2 separate regions of the Mus musculus genome follow, and region 2 is linked to region 1. The links are chromatin contacts, called in public promoter capture Hi-C maps. All regions are on one chromosome and are shown on one strand. Each heading gives the region's core, a stretch centred on a gene start, on an enhancer-like site or on the middle of the called end of the contact. The rest is flanking DNA. Distances are from core to core; before and after follow the strand shown.

What was found. Promoter capture Hi-C pulls out the DNA fragments that hold promoters and counts their contacts.
Region 2: a contact with region 1 is called in a promoter capture Hi-C map of erythroid cells, with 5 times the contacts expected there. The contact joins the promoter of Lmln here to the promoter of Tnk2os in region 1. A contact is called at or near these places in 1 of 39 promoter capture datasets (erythroid cells), 5 of 115 datasets of contacts at active chromatin or transcription factors (effector CD8 T cells, embryonic stem cells, extraembryonic endoderm stem cells and 1 more) and 1 of 9 other capture datasets (liver).

What each region holds. Positions count from the first base shown.
Region 1 is chr16:32,666,672-32,669,858 of GRCm38.p6, forward strand. It overlaps Tnk2os (tyrosine kinase, non-receptor 2, opposite strand), which reads right to left and starts at 1,526. Exons shown (of 3, transcript NR_033493.1): 1 at 1,284-1,526; 2 at 1-29. Tnk2 (tyrosine kinase, non-receptor, 2) reads left to right here. Exons shown (of 16, transcript NM_016788.3): 4 at 1,550-1,771; 5 at 2,716-2,868.
Region 2 is chr16:33,061,243-33,064,397 of GRCm38.p6, forward strand. It overlaps Lmln (leishmanolysin-like (metallopeptidase M8 family)), which reads left to right and starts at 1,279. Exons shown (of 17, transcript NM_172823.2): 1 at 1,279-1,492. The coding sequence starts at 1,307.

The sequences.
Region 1 (3,187 bases), core at 276-2,775:
GTTTTTGCAGAGGATGAATGTGTGGCGACCTATTGACAATAGAGAAAAGCAGTGTGGGAATTTTGGATCTTACCCCAGTTCATAGTAGGTCTCTGGGTGATCAGTGGTCCTTTCTAAAATTGTCATGTCTTTGGTAAACCAGCATTGGCTCCATTACCCAGCTTACCATGTAGGACTGTGCAAAGGGCCTCGTGGCTGCAGTGGCGAAAGTAGATCTTGTAAATTGAACTTATTGGCAAATATTAGGAAAATACTGGGAGGAGGGGACAAAGTCCAAACAGGTCCTCAGATTTGAGCTGCCCTTAGTGTTTGATTTCGGGACAAGGGGCTGAGGGGCATATTTTACATACCAAAGCAGACCTGGCCTCCAGGGTCTCCCAGCATCCCTCAGTCCCTACCTGGCATACTCTGCCCGCCCCACCCCCCACCCCCAACTCAGAACTTTCCAGCCCAGGGGCTGCCCTTCTCCCAGAGGCTCTTCCCTAGTAACCCAGACATTTCCATCTCTCTCTGACTCTTTCTGTCTGTCTGTCTATCTCCTTCTCTCCCTCCCGCCCCTTTCTTCTCTCTGTGCACACCCTCTCTTTCTTTCTCTTTTCCGCCCATACCCCCACTTTCCCCATGACCACTCTAATGTGGCTTGAGTTGGCTCACTTCACCAGCTGGGGAGAAAGAACCTATCACTCAGCACACACGGGTAAGGTTGGCCAGCTCTGAGGGCAACGAGAAGAGTCTGTAGCCTGGCACTAGAGCTTTAGATGCCCAGTGGAGGGGCCAAGTCAGATTGCATGGCCAGGTGAGTTCCTTCATAGCCCCCCTCTTCCTGTCTCTTGACCTTTGGCCCTTCTTTCTCCAAAACAGGCCTTGGAGACCCCTCTAGTCTTCCTTCCTTCTCAGCCCTTGGCTCTAGGCGCCCCTCCAGAAATCCAGCTGTCTTTCCAGGCCCTTCTCCAGCAAAGACTGGCTTCATTTGCACTACATACACACACATAACACATACTCATGGGTCAACCTCAGACTAAAATTATCTTCTCCCCTGGGCAGGATGAAGGGCAGCCGACTCCCCAGGGAGGATAGAGACAGACAGTGCCAAATGGTTAACCCAGAGAAGGGGCCAGGGCTAAAAATGGACAGGGAGGTGTTTGGAGGGCCCCTCGGGCTCCTACCCTCTCTTTGTATGCTAGGGGCAAGAGGCTGTGCCGTTTAGGAGGTTCAGGAAGGGAAGGGTAAGATGGGGAGGAGCTGAAGGCCAGGGCTGCCAGGGCTGGGGCTTGGGGGTGTACCTGGAGGGCTTTGGGCTATCTCTGTCTTCACAGACCGTTTTGGGGTTAACTTCATCCACAAGCAGCATCTTCATCTGTTTTTGACGACTACCCTGAGGCTTCAGCTGTGGGTTCCCCGTTAGGGTGTACGCTAGAAGTGTGTGCCTTTAACAGGCTGCCCCTGGCAGCTTGGCAAAGCCAGGAGCTGTCTGAGGCTTACCAGTAGGGTGGGACTGAGTGCCTCTGGGGCCCTGGGTTCCATCTGGCTTCTGGCTGCTTTCAAACAGGTGTTCAGTGGAAAGCGGTTGGAGGCCGAGTTCCCTTCCCAGCACTCTCAGAGCACCTTCCGGAAGCCCTCCCCCACCCCAGGGAGCCTGCCAGGGGAGGGGACCCTGCAGAGCCTCACCTGCCTCATTGGGGAGAAAGACCTACGCCTGCTGGAGAAGCTGGGGGATGGCTCCTTTGGCGTGGTGCGCAGGGGTGAATGGGACGCCCCCGCAGGGAAGACGGTGAGCTCTGGGGTGGGCACCTCTCCCCTTCTGTCAGGCGACAAGTGACTAGGGACAGTTGTGAAAGTACTCACCTTTTGAGCCATGTTCAGGTTTAACTGAGCACAGTGATTTCTTTTTTTCAAGTCTAAAGATAGTTTGCTTACTATGAAAGATTGGACACGGAAAAATGAAAGGCAAAGGCCTGCAGCTCCCACTGCCCGGCTGAGGCAGGGCTGCAGCGCCCCCTCCTGCCACCCCAACCCCTGCAGGGATTTGTTGTGAGACAGCATCTTGGGTAGACCAGGGTGGCTTTGAACCTGCAGTGACAAAGTATTTTCTGTCCCTTTATCCTTTCCTTCCTTCATGGTCTTGGATCAGCTTTGAAGCAAGTGCTGTGCCACTGAGCTATGTCTCATCACTAAGATAGAAATTAGATTTACATATTTAAGTCATAGCCTTTTTTCTCTTAATTAAAACTCCCTAGTGGATAACCACACACAAACATACACGTATGGGGTGTGGGGGGATACAGATTATTGTAAATATATAGGGCCAGATGCACTTCCCAGACAGTATATTAATATTGCTAGCACCCAGCAGGATTTGTCAAGCCCTGGCCACTCAGCACCCCTTTTTCCAAGGTGGGGGGCATCCATAGATTATGGCATTATAGTTCAACTATATTATTGTTCTGTCTTTATATTGCTCATCTCTTAATTTATTGTCACTGCTAATTTGGGAATTTGCCCAGAAAGAAGAGGCCCACATTTAGTGACCTTTAGAGGTCAGTCAGCTGCCACCCTCTTGCAGTGCAGAGGATGTAGGATATAAACTGATGGCATGCTTGTGCACTCAGATGAACAGGTCTGACGCAAGGGGCTTTACTCTGAGTTGGAAGGTGCAGTTAGCTCAGTGTTGGGAACCATGAAGGTCTAACGCCCTGCTAATCCTGCACTGGGCAGGTGAGTGTGGCCGTCAAGTGCCTGAAGCCTGACGTGCTGAGCCAGCCAGAGGCCATGGACGACTTCATCCGGGAGGTCAATGCCATGCATTCACTAGACCACCGAAACCTCATTCGCTTGTATGGTGTGGTGCTCACACTACCCATGAAGATGGTGAGTGGCTGGGTGGGAGGGAAGGCCAGAGGGCTACCTGCAGTCTGGGCTCCCAGACGCACTCTTCCTCCTGCCTGCTCCAGTTTCCCGCCACAAGTGGCAAAGGGGTTTACCAGGGTACTGCCTAGTGCTGTCATCTCTGGATTTTCTACTGCTCACTGGCAAGATGTGCCCATAGGAATGGCTGGCCCTTGACATGAGTTATCTTTGGAGTTTTTAGCCTGGGCCTCTTTGGAATGCTTTATTCTGGGGTTTAGATTCTTGGGGGTGACTGAAGGGACAGGTCAGAAACGAACATGGAGTTCGTTCATTGGAGCTA
Region 2 (3,155 bases), core at 29-2,528, 390 kb after region 1:
TGTCAGTCTTGGATTTATTATAATCTAAATTGTTTTCCCCAAAAGCTACTTGTGTGTCAGTTATGTGGTCAGCAGTGACCACTGGAAAGGTTAGGTGTCTGAAAGGAGCGGCACAGGGGTCTTAGGTACTCCGCTGGGATTTTTTTTTTTTTTTTCTTCGAGACAGGGTTTCTCTGTATAGCCCTGGCTGTCCTGGAACTCACTCTGTAGACCAGGCTGGCCTTGAACTCAGAAATCCACCTACCTCAGCCTCCCGAGTGCTGAGATTAAAGGCGTGCGCCACCACGCCCGGCGGGATTTTTTTTTTTAAAAGATTTATATGTAAGTACACTGCCACGCCCGGCGGGATTTTTTTTTTTTAAAAGATTTATATGTAAGTACACTGTAGTCTTTAGATACAGAAGAGGGTGTCAGATCTATCTTGACAAATCACCATAAACTGAGGTGGGGTTTGCAATTTTGAGAACTGAAATTGAATGGACAATAAGTGCTGCTTTAAACAATTTCTAGAATTCCATCTTTAAAGTAGTTAGGAAGCCCAGCAGTGGTGACACGCCTTTAATCCCAGCAATTGGGAGGCAGAGGCAGGCAAATTTCTGAGTTCGAGACCAACCTGGTCTACAAGAGTGAGTTCCAGGACAGCCAGGGATACACAGAGAAACCCAGTAACAACAACAAAAAAGAGGCGGGATGGGCTTTGGAAGCTGAATAGTTATGTTTACAAAGTTGAGCCAATGTTGGGAATTAAGTATTTGCGGTAAGCAGAGAAAGGTTGAGACTCCTTTAAGGTATAAGGAATGACTTACACATGCTATGGCAAGTGACCTTTGCGCAGACTTCAACCTTGTAGCTCGGGGCTCTCTAACTTTCCCTGTGTAGTGGGTAGACAAGCTGTCACATATGTACCATAACCCTAGTTGGCTGTCCAAATAGCTTTGGTAGTTACGTGATGGTGCTGGAGTGGACTGAAGGGTCTGGTTCACAGGACCAGCTGTGGGCCGAGCGCTTAGCTGCTACGGAATGAAGTGGCAGCAGCAGCTTCTGAATGCGCCGCTCCGCACGCCCGACCGCTTTGCACTAATCCCCGCTAGCCCAGGGTTCCCACAGCTCAGTTCACGTGGGCTGCCCCGCGGCGCTCATTGGCCAGCTCCGCGCGTCGCCGCGGTCGCCGCTGCCCTCGTCCTCCGCCGGACCCGGCGTAATGCCGGCCAATGGCGAGGCGGCTTACGGCCCGCCACCTGTCCGCGGCGAGGGCGGGCGGCGGCGAGGAGGCGTCGCACTCCATGGTAACGACGCCGGCCCGAAGATGGCGGCCGCTGGGTCTGGAGGAGCGGGCGGCCCGGGACCAGGGCCGCGAGGCCGCTGGGGCGGCTGCCTGTGGGTGCGAGGCGTCCTGCTTGTGCTGGGCGGGCTCCCGGCCGGTGCCGGAGCTGCTCCCGTCTCCCTGGGCACTTCGCCTCCGTGTCGCCATCACGTCCTTTCGGACACTGAGGTAGGGCGAAGCGGGGCGCGAACGGGCCGGGCGAGGGAGTGGCTGGAGTAACGTGGAGGGTGTGGCGTCCCGGATGGCGGACTGCAGGTGCTCTGCAGGAGAAAGCCCTCGCCCGACCCGCAGGACCCGCCGGACCCGCGGGACCCGCCGTCAGCCCCTGCTGCCTGCAGAGCAGCTGAGTTAGGCACTTGTCCCCTCCCGTTCCGCTTAGCCAGTAGTACCACAAACTTGGACGAGCATCAGAATAATCGAAGCGCTTGTTAGAACAGATTGCCGCCCCGCTCCCCCCACTTTCTGACTCAGGAGCTCTGGCATGCATCCCCACAATTCGGATTCCTAGATACTGATGCTGCTTACTTAAGCACCACACCGAGAACCTCTTATCCGAAGACTTGAGAAACAGTTGAAGGGAGAACCAGACAGAGCTGTTGGTAGGAAGGCTACTACTGAGAAAACTCAGGAGACCAAAGTTCAGGATTCGTTTTCTAGTTAGTTATGGCTTTGCTGCCTTTATCCCATCCCCTCTGCTCTGTAAAGTCTGCACCTCCTTTCACCTCAACTCTCTCTCAGTCTTTATAAATTCTTGTAGTCTCGGTTCACTCAGATCTGCCTACCAAAACCTCCCCAGTAGAGCGTTCTTCCCATTTCGTCTGGAGGCCTTATCTGTATTCTGGCATTGAACCAGGTTCTCTTCTGTGCTACGCGTAGCTTTCAGCCTTGCCTTGCAGTGTTCAGACTGGCCTTGAACTTACTGTGTAGCTCAGGCTGGCCTGGAATTTGAGATCCTTCTGCCTCAGTTTCCAGAGTGCTGGGGTTGTAGAAGTATGATATCACTTCTGGCTCTGCTCATCGTTTATCCTCTCCAGTGAGCTTTTTGTTTTGTTGGTGTTCTTTTAACACACACACACACACACACCCCTCCCCCTCGTTTGGTTCTTTCTGTTATTGCTAGCCTTCCTCGACACCTTATTATACGCTCATTTCCCTGTAAGCCCAGTGAGCACATGACAGTCGCATTAAGGGAGTTGCTTCAATTCAGGGCTGAAGAGGTGGTTTCTGCTCCCTGCTCTCTTCCCTCAGCACACATCACATTCTTCTGCTGGGTCTCGTAACTGTTAAGTTTTCATTAGGTAGTGGCCACTGTGAGCCTCCCCCTCGCAGTCTTTCTCCCCGTTACCTTGTGCTACTGTAAGGTCTGAACATGTGTTCTCATTAAGCCCGTAATGCTCTGTGTTCTGCCTCCTGCACAAAACCCCTGGGAAAAGGGGGCCTTACAAGTCAGAGGCACCGTTCCTGTATTTCAAAAGCAGACCTTGCAAGCTGTGTCTTTTCTCCTCTAGTGCCTTCAACTAGTATTCTTTAGTCGTTTTGTTTTCTGAATCAGGGTCTCCTGAGGCCCGGGCTGGCATGGAACTCACTCTGTAGCCTCTACTTGCCTTCATTTCCCAAGTCTTGGTATTATAGGGGTGGATTACCACATTTGGCTTCAAGTGGAACTGGTTTTAAATAGTTCTTCCAAATTTGACAATATATATTATCTATATGACGCTGCCATTCCATTCCTAGAAGCTAGCAGTTCCACTTTTGTATGCTAGTGCTGAGTTTGGTGCTCTGGATTCTGCAGTCTGTATGTGGTCTAGTGCGTATGTAAGTCAGAGAGGGA